Regions from separate parts of the Rattus norvegicus genome. Here regions 1 and 2 are each linked to region 3. A link is a contact called in public Hi-C data. All regions are on one chromosome and are shown on one strand. The core of a region is the stretch at or near the end of the contact, and the rest is flanking DNA. Distances in the headings are between cores, read along the strand shown.

Region 1 (3,045 bases), core at 465-2,964, 300 kb before region 3:
TGGATCTAAGTCTGGCCCTTATAAGCATTCAGATGTGCCTGGGCCCAAAGATCCTGCTATTCACAGAAAATCGCAGACTCCGCTGAAAGGCGGAAGCCCCTGGCACAGTCTGTACAGCCTGAGGACTATTCCCAGCCCCAGTCTCAAGGCAGATTAGCCCCCACCCAAGAGCTCAGGCTTGCACAGACAAGCTACCCCTCGGCTCCGGGTAGATTGAGTCTCCCTAACGGGAAGGATCTGTCCACCCGGGGAACCACCTGCCAGCACTCAAGCACACTCTAAGCCACCAGACCACCTAAACTTCCAGAACGAATCCAGGCCACAAGGCGTGGAGGAAACTAAGATTCTGTTACTTTGCATTATCTATAGGAATTGAAATATTTTCCTTTCACTATTTTGAAATATGATCGTATTTACAGACCATTTTGTTCCAAGGACCTTAGCTCCTTTCAAATGGCGCTATTTTAAAACCCGTCCTTGCTACACTCCGATTTCTGGAATATCTGTCTGTAAGTTTCCAGTGCTGAGATCAATTTGCATTTCTGTAAATCACAGACAGCTTCTAAGAACTTAACAAGCCTCCTGAGAAACGCTGGTGGCTGGCATTTCATTGTTTCATAAATATTTTTATACGGGTGACACCATTCAACTTTAAATAAATCCTTAAAAAGAAAGACGATTAAAGACCGAGGAAAACTAGTCTGGGTTTTATTTTCACGGGAAGATAAGTGTGAGCCTTTCATTGTTTTCTACTTCTTTAAATGTAGCTTTGATTTTTTTTTAATGCATTAAAAAAGAAAAAGGAAACTCCTAGAAGTTGAACTTTCTTTCAAACGGGCCTCTGGACTTTGAAAACAAGTGGTGCTGCCGCGAACAAAGGCTAAAAGTGTCCCCAGAATTTTTTTTTTTTTTTGGCCCTCCTGGGGATCGTTTCTCTTCCAATAAACAAACAAATCCCCCAGTATTTCCTACCGAAGGGAAGTTTTCCAGGGAGAGTCTACTCCCGGGTTTGGTGGTAAGTGCGACTCAGTCTTTTTTGGACACAATGTTTCTGCTGACTCCTGAAAATTTTCCACTTGAATGTGCACTGGAGCGGCGGCGGCGGCGGCGGCGGCAGCAGCTCTGGAGAGGCGGCAAGGGCGAGAGAGCCCTCTTTCATCTCCCGGGAGGAGGAGCCGGGATCCGCGCGGACCCCGAAGGGGCCGGGCGCCGGGGGAGTCACCCGGCTGCAGGCTCTAGGCTGCACGCCGGACGCTCTCCCCACCCGTGATCGCGCCGAACTCGGCGCTTCCCAGACAAGGAGCGAGGTGCGCGGGAGAGAGACGCTGGAGAGAGGGGCGCGCAGAAAGCCGAGCGGGGCCGCCTGTTGCCGCGCGAGGTTGCGGCCCAACTTGCTGGGCGGCGGGGCCGCTCCCCTTCGGGAGCCGCACACAAAGCGCCGATCGCGGTGACGCCTAGACAGCCCGCGCCCCCGAGTCCGCCCCGCGCGCAACTTACCTCGGCCGCCCGAGCGGGCGCGGCAAACTTCGGGGCGCTGGGCCACCGCCCCCGCGCTACTCCAGCCGGTACTCCCCGCGGTACTCCCGCGCCCGGCCGCCCCAGCCCGGCCTCGCCGGCTCCCCGGACCAGCAGGGCGCGCCGGGGCAGCTGCCCGCGCTCCGGCGACGTTGCGCGCTGGGGGGTCAGCGCATGGCCTGCGCCCCGCCGCGGCCGCCCCGGGCCCGGGCCCCGGCGCGCGGACTCCCCGCGAGCTGGAAGCGAGTGTGCGAAGTGCTGGGGGGCGCCCGCGGCGGGCGGCGGGGCCGCGGAGGCTCGGCTCGGCTCGGGCGGCGCGGCGCGGCGCGAGCGATGCGAAGAATGTGCGGAATGAGGACAGGAATGAAATGAACGCCAGGACCGAACTCGCTCCGGAGGGGTGGGGCCTCGGTGACGTCATGCCGCCGGGCCCGGGGTGGGGCGTGGCCTGCCGCCGCGGTGACGTCATGATGTGGGGCGGGGCGCGTGGGGCGGGACTTGGCGCCCACGGGGGAGCGAGCCGCGCGCGATGGCGCGCGCTCAGGGCTTTGTGCGGTCCGAGGCGGGGCGGCCGGGTACTAGAAAGGCGGGGTGTGCGCTTTCCTCCTGCTGTGACTCAGTTTACCCCCTCCTGGTGTGCGCTGGCAGCGACGCTCCCAGACTGGAAGGGAGGTTGCTCTTCAGGAAACTGAGGCCGGAGTGGGCAGCTTCCCAGCCCGCCACTCCTCCTCAAGCCGTTTCGCTTTACCCAAGTTCGCGGTGCTCGCGCAAATTCTGGGCTTCGCAGACTGGGTTGGAGCGTCGCAGAGTCCTCGCCCGCTTCCTGCCCTGTCTTTCTAGAAGTGAAGTTCACTCGTACTGCGAGTTTAGTCTAAGGAAATCCTGCACCCACTTAAATAAAATAAAGTCTTGCCTGGCTGCAAAAAGCAGCTTCGCGCCGTCCCTTTATGGAGAACGTAAGAATCAATCATAAACGGTTTGAACTCTGTTTTTGGAGTGGACGACACCGCAGCACTTCAGAAACTCGGGTAAAGTTAACGGTGGCTGGGACAGACATGCTGGCAGTTTGGGCCGGTTGCAGTCCGTAGTTTCCCAGAAAGGAGACGGCCCTTCCCGCACTGGGACTTCCTTCTGGCTTCAGAACAAACTAATGGCGCCTGTTTTGTGCCGGAGTATTCCTGGAGTGTGCATAAACTCAGGAAAGCGAATGGGACTCACTACGCCTTGTTTGCTCGGAAACAACGTTTACCAGTGCGTTTTTAAGGCAAAAATATCTTCCATCCATGCGTTTTTTAAAATTTTATGTCAAGAGAATTGAAGACTCCCATGCCGTTGTAAAAAGTAATACAGAGACATTCTTTGTTCGCTTTGCCCAGCTCTTCCCTAGCCATGTCAGCCAAAATTTTATCCCAGCCGGGGTATTAATTTTCGGGCAGATTTTCCAGATCAACTTAAACACATCATTGTGTATTTGTTTAATTCTATAAATTCTATAATTTCTCACCTGTGTAGATGCCCACCACAATCAAG
Region 2 (3,387 bases), core at 776-3,275, 410 kb before region 3:
TGTGTGTGTGTGTGTGTGTGTGTGTGTGTGCAATCTGAAAATTCCTTATACACTTTAAATGGCCCTTAGATCACTCAGAATGCCTAGTATTGTGTAAATACAAGGTAAATTGTTACAAGCTCTTTTTCCTTAGTAATTCTGTAGGTGTTTGAAGAACCCTGTACACAGATGACCATTTGTACCACTGTTTCCTCAATGCCAAGGGTAGGGGCAAAACAAGCCAGGTGGGAAAGAATGGGGCACACACAACAAGGGCTGCACATGCTCCCTCTCCTTCAGTCCTTCCTCTGCCAACAGCCAATGTCTGAAAGAGAAGCAGCTAGAATTGTATACACTAGACACTATACTTCCTGATCCCACCTGATTTACAATATGATTCTTACCAGCTTGAAACTGCTTAGATTTATTTAAGTTCATATGTGTACATCCACAGCACAATGAAATATGATGATAAGGAATAGAGTTAATCTGGGAAGACAGCACTCACGTTCCCATAGCCCAAACAAACCAAGGGTCCTCACCCGTCTAGCCCTGGCCCCCTGGAAGAGCAGCCTTGACTGTGAACAGTCACTACTTTGTGTCCTGAGTCTTCCTGTAATTGCACTTCCCCTCTCAAGCCAAGCATGTCTAATAGCCCTATAAGTTCCAACTCCAAAGCCCTCTTTTAGGGTGCTGCGATCTCATCGCTAATGGAGACAACTGCTTCCAAACAGTTCCGTGACATGTCTGACTTGTAAACCTCTGAGATCATGGTTTGGGTGAGAAGGAAGACGCTTTGGGAGTGGGATAAGAGGGAAGGACATACAACTGTGTCTTTCTTCTCACAAGACAAAGTGCTATTAAACCAGAGCTCTAGATGGCCTGCGGGTGAACAGAGTGGGGGTGACATAGAGCCATAAGGGTTCCATGAAGAGCCTGCTCTCCCTCCCTGACAGCAACGGGGTCTGGGGGACTGAAGGAAATTATTGTAAGGCAAGAGCCTTGAGCATTCGGTATTCAAACTGGGCCATGACCCATCCACATCACACTTTTCCTTTTAAGACCTTTGTCCCATGGCTCTGCACTGATGAAGGATTTTAAATGGGGTGGCATACAGCACCCTTCATAAGCTGTCATCATGACCCCTCAGCCGATTCACCCCCTTCTCTGACTACACGGGGCTGAGCGCCCAAAGACTGGCTCACTGGGTCCTTTAGTAACAGTAAGGGTGAGAAGCTATCACTCCCCTCAAGAAACTCCCATCAGAGCAAGAAGAATGTGTTAGCATTCAAGAAGCAGTAAAAGCAAGCCATTTCCTTGTCGGGGGGGGGGGGGGGGGGGGGCCGTCTTGATGCATTAAGTCCAATGCTGTAAAACTAACCCAATGGATGACAAAGTGAGGCTACTCCTTTAGGCTTCCATTCTCCTATAACATACACAGAACTAAGATGAGAGAAACAGAGTGTAATGTGTAAATGAAGGATTAGAGGGCTGGAGACATCCAACATGACACTTGTCCACTGTGATTCCCCAGTACAGGAGAGGAAGAGGAGGAGGATAACAAAGGGAGGAGAATAATAGAGGGGACTGAAAGGAAGGGAAAAAGTAAACAAATATCCAAATATGTAGCCAATTTAAAAAAAAAATGTTAAGTCCCCTAAGTGCCAGCAATAATGCCACCACCGTGTAGCCATCCTGTACCAGGGAGATGCAAGCCTGGCTTTCACCAGCTTCCCACCTGCATGGCACACATTGCCCACTGTCTACATCTTCGTCAAGATCTACCCCAGGTTACCCAAGACTGTGTCAGTTTCAAAGTTCAGGTTCTCTGTTCTCTAGAAAACCTCAGTGATGTCCAGAGGCCTACGAAGCTCCCAGACTTCCAACAATGAAAGCCTGGAAGTCCACAGCCTGTATGTCTGCTTCCTACTTGTCTTCTCCCAAAACCTGAGAGGACTCAGTTGTTTCACACTGGTACCAAGTCAGCGTTCAGCTGAGTCATATGGGCTTTCTCATTTCACCACTGAGCTGATAAAGGTTACAAGAATTTCCGGTGCAATTCTGAATGGCATCTGCACACCCCAGCTTGTGAGTGCCCCGCGGATATTTCACACTGCTCTGGCTCTATGTCTCCTCCCTGTTCTCTAAGCTTGAGAAACCCATTGATAATGAATCTCACTTGACAGCTCAGGCAATGATGGTGGGGAGTCCACACAGGAGGGCAACTCTATGGAGTCAGATGTTACAAAGGGTTTACATACCCAAGAAGCTGGACACCTTGAGTCATGACTAAATGACTCCATTCACCTCCAAGGCTGTCTGTCATATTTCCAGGACACTCTCAAGTCTTACTGCAATTTTTTTGTCTCTGGAAGAGTTTAATAGGGTGTGGAATGTCAGAACTATACAGACCTCATCTGTGTATACACTTGCCTATGTATTAGATAGTACTGACTGGGGATCGGGATAACTTGCTTCTTCAATGGCTTCTCCACCTTATTTTTTTAAACAAGATCTCACTGGACTCCCCTCTCTCTCTGAACTAGACTGCCTGGTCGGTGATTAAGGTCCCAGGGATGCCCCTGTTTCCTTATGCCAGTGCTGGGGTTTCTAGATCCATTCTAGAGAATGCCACAATGGCATTTCCTGAGTTCTAGGGATTGGAGTAAGTCCTTCATTGCTTGTGCGGCAAGCACTTTTCCCACTGTTCTATTTTCCCCAGCTCCAAAAAACAGAGTCTCTCAGAGATAAGTGGTACCCTGAGCACTGCAGTTGGGCACTGTGAACTCTGTGGATGAAAGTGCATGTGCACTTTCGCCATCACAGGAGTTTGGGGCAAAGGTTAAAAATCAAAGGTGTTAGGGGCTGGGGATTTAGCTCAGTGGTAGAGCGCTTACCTAGGAAGCGCAAGGCCCTGGGTTCGGTCCCCAGCTCCGAAAAAAAAGAACAAAAAAAAAAAAAAAATCAAAGGTGTTTAATGGCTATCGTACAGTCCTACCCACATGTATGAGAAATAATGAGAATGTGTCTTCTAATTTCCTATAGGTTGCCTGCCAAATTCCTGCCTTCTTCCTAGGACAGAATCTGTAGTGTTTTCTTTGCCGCACTGATATACCCTGTGTCATTATAAACAAATGCTGCTTTCTTTGCAGCTAATAACCACAATGTGTGGGTAAGAAACCTCTCCAGTATAAATCCGTGGGGACAAGGCTGCATTGTGGACATTAAATAATTATAACAATCTGACATGAGTCAGAGGATTGTTTCTCAATGGCCCAACTGCACTTCTAACGTTAAAGTCAACCCGAAACCCTCTTTTCCTGGCACTCTGTCCATGCGCTCCACTATTGGGAAACAATTCCCATTCTTTATAGCTGAGTCCCATTGCAAGAAGCTGGCAACGTGGGC
Region 3 (3,184 bases), core at 399-2,898:
GAGGAGGCTGTGGATGGATCCTCAGTTTTAGGAAGGGAGACGCTGGGGATGGACTCAGAGGCTCCTAGTGGCCATGGCTTGGGACTTGGCAGCAGGGCTCTGCAAGCTAGCGGTTCAGCCTTCTGTGAGATCGTCCCCAGGAGATGAGAGCACAACCCACAGAGTGCTTCTTGGAGACCAACATTTACTGCTAACGCTTCCCTGAAGCCATGGTGGGCAGGAGCTGAGATTGCACTAAATCTCTCTGTCAATAAACCATGTTAAGTTTCTTGCCATGAGATGTCAGACCATTAGCTGTGGGCATGGACAGGGCAGATGGTTTGGTCCTAATGAAATGGGCTCTTTCCCTCACATGAAGACAGCCCCTAAAGGGCTCTCAGACAAGGTAGTTAGCTTGAAATTTTTATGGGGACCCAGGGGAGGGAGGTCCTACCCATATCAACAGTACAAATCATACAGAATTAGTGGGTCCTTGCCACACTTCTGTGGCTCAGGGAACAGGTAGGAAGTAATGTGTCGCTTCAGAGATGTGTGAGAAAAGAGGGTGGCTGGCCTCTAGGGAGTAGCGCAATTCTGAACTATGGGCAGCTGAAGTCATCTTGTCCTGTAAGAGCAGGATTCTGACAGTACATCAGGGAGGTCATTTAGGCCCATGTACACTGACACTTCCTGTCTCTCTTCTCTTCCAACTTGGCAACCTCCTTAAATCTGCAAGAGCAAATATTTTATCTCCAGGATAGAGCCTTTCAGATAACTTGTATTCAGCTGGATTCAGAAAAAGCACAGCCTTTCATATACTCGGTGCTTCATCCTCAGGCTATGACAAGCCTTTGTGACCGACATTCCTTAGGTACATCCTGGGACTGTGTGTCTCACGCAGTACCCCAACTCCCTGCCTTGCCTGGCTCAGGTGGCCCATTCAGATTTCCCTATGGTGTGTCCAACCAACAGGTTCCAGCTCGTCTCTTAGTTCAACACAATTCCCGGGCCTCAGTTTCCCTCAAAGCTCTAGGCTGAGAGACAGGCACCTGCTCAGGTACTCAAACTATGCTTTTGCTACTCTGAGAAAATGTGAGAAACTTTAATGGCACAGGGTCAGGGATCTCTGGGGACACAGATCTAAAAGAAAAGCCAAGCCTAAGTCACCTCCACTTAGAAAGAGTTTCCTACATCTTTTGGGGGCTAGGGGAGGCATTGGTGGACTTCAGTGTGCTTTTTTCTCTTTTCGCACAGAGATTAACATGTTAGGTAGTGCATACCAGGCATGGGCTCTGAAAAGATGACTGCTGTAGCCATAGGGTACCCCACCCTTGTCCCAGAATGTTTCTGAGGGAAAAGATAACCAGGGAACGTGGCTGCTGTGGAGGTGTGTAAGAGGGAGACCCTGGGAGAAAGGCCATCAGCTGCCAGGAACTGACACAGGGGAGGCGCTGGCCTCCAGCCCATTACCCACACCCCATCCCAGCCCACAACATAATGGGTCTAGCCTAAAAAGGCAAAACTTGTGAGTGAGCCGTTGTCTTGCTTCCTGCCTCCAGTTACTAAATTCCTGCCAAATTCCTTCTCCCCCTCTTTCTCGCCCCCTCAATCTCCTCTCCCTGCCATCCGCTGAATCAGGCTCCTTAAGCAGCCTCCAAAGTCCTCTCAGCTCCACAAACTGTCCCTTTGTTCCTCTGAGGAGTCACAGGGGACCTTGTGACACAGAGTCAGGGACACCTTGAGCCAGACAGAAAAGTCTTGGGATCTATAAGATCGTGGTGCAGAAGCCACTCTCCTCTCCTTCCCTTTAGCCCAGGTTCCACCTTTGCTGTGAGGCCTCTGGTTGCAAGGTCCTTGTACATTATCTTAAAGTCAGCTTGTGGAGGGCTTGGCAAATGAGGCATTGCCCAAGGGCCAGACATGACTCCAGAGGAGAAAGAGACCATCAAGGACCTGAGAGATGCAAAATGTCTCCTGTGAGCCTGGTGTTGTCTTCAAGCTCCTCTAAAAGATGGGAGAGGGACCCCCAAGACTCCAGTTCATTCACACAAGCAACTCACTCACTTCCAGTGTCCTTCCCAAAAGTGCCCACCATCCTGCAGACCACATCCGTTTCCCTCCTCTTGCACACAAACTATCTGGCAGATACTACTAGAACCTTGGTCTGCTTCAGAGGTAATGGGACACCCACCGCAGCCAGGGTTTCTCTAATTCTTGGCTTGGGAACTTGTCTACCTCTATCCTCTTCTCCCATGCTTGCTGGGAACTCGGAGATGGCTCAGCCAGGCTTCTCTGTCCTCTGTAGGGCATAGGATCTGAGTACTGCTGGCTCTCAGGTTCTTTTGTGCTAAAGTGCCCCCTGAGGCAATTCCTTGTGTGACCTCCTTTTTTTTTTTTTTTTGGGGGGGGGGGCAATGATGGCCTTTTCCCCTGTTGGTGACATTCACTCTAAGCATGCTCAATTAGAAGGGATGCCTATGTTCTATATCCTATTGACTGATAAACCTTTCTTGGGCATAGGGGTTCTTGTCTTTCGGGGTTGACATGATTGGGATTCTAGGTACTACTCTTCCTAGTATGAAGGACTCCATCTTCTCAAAGTCTTGGAGCGCCCTCTAGGGGCAGCATCCTGCAAGCCTGAACCCATATGCTGTTTCCCTGGGCCTAATCCAACCAGTTTCCAAACTTCCTCCCTTTCTCCCTTTCTTTCTCCCTCCCTTTCTTCCTCCCTCTCACACATAAACAAGAACTCCTTTGGACCAGACATTGCCAGGCCACAGAAACAACAGGCTCAGCCCTGTCTGCATCTAGCATTATTGTTAAGGTTCACACCCTATGTTCTCCAGGTGTGGCCCCAAGCCCACTGCTGAGTACTAGAAGTCGGTCTTGTTTTTCTAGAACCCCTGTCCCCGCTGTTTGCCAACCTCCTACTTCACGCCATGCTGGGAACTGGCTGAGGACAGACTGAGCCCCCTGACACTGGTGATGCTCAGGACCGTTGGGATGGCCTCAGCACCCAGGAAGACTGGCCTGAGAGGAACCCTAGTGCTCGGAGACCTTAGTTCCCTTTGTCCTTTCACATTCGCCAGCCACCCAGGGTAGCTCGGATGATTCAGGTGTCATCTTAGCTTGTTCCCAGGTATGCAGGCCTGCTCTAGCTCCAAAGGTGGCCCTTAGCCCAGGGAGACACAGGAGAGGTGGTGAG

Evidence for each region. Hi-C and Micro-C count contacts between places; a contact is called where the count stands out from the background.
Region 1: a Hi-C map of Schwann cells shows a contact between it and region 3, with 8 times the contacts expected there. The contact joins the promoter of Tead1 here to the enhancer-like site in region 3. A contact is called at or near these places in 3 of 12 Hi-C or Micro-C datasets (the A7r5 cell line, Schwann cells and mammary epithelial cells) and 1 of 1 datasets of contacts at active chromatin or transcription factors (oligodendrocytes).
Region 2: a Hi-C map of Schwann cells shows a contact between it and region 3, with 7 times the contacts expected there. The contact joins two enhancer-like sites.

The regions. Positions count from the first base shown.
Region 1 is chr1:176,225,844-176,228,888 of GRCr8, reverse strand. Tead1 (TEA domain transcription factor 1) reads right to left here and starts at 1,714. Exons shown (of 13, transcript NM_001198589.2): 1 at 1,498-1,714.
Region 2 is chr1:176,340,964-176,344,350 of GRCr8, reverse strand. The region is part of intron 2 of Tead1 (TEA domain transcription factor 1); the gene reads right to left. Among named protein-coding and RNA genes, the nearest start is that of Tead1, 120 kb to the right of the region's middle. Within about 2 kb of position 2,025, at least 9 of the 93 cell types and tissues checked have an H3K27ac peak or open chromatin away from gene starts, as enhancers often do. A contact at or near this core is called in Schwann cells, where this site is marked.
Region 3 is chr1:175,928,400-175,931,583 of GRCr8, reverse strand. All of the region lies in intron 23 of Mical2 (microtubule associated monooxygenase, calponin and LIM domain containing 2), which reads right to left. Among named protein-coding and RNA genes, the nearest start is that of Parva, 52 kb to the left of the region's middle. Within about 2 kb of position 1,648, at least 10 of the 93 cell types and tissues checked have an H3K27ac peak or open chromatin away from gene starts, as enhancers often do. A contact at or near this core is called in Schwann cells, where this site is marked.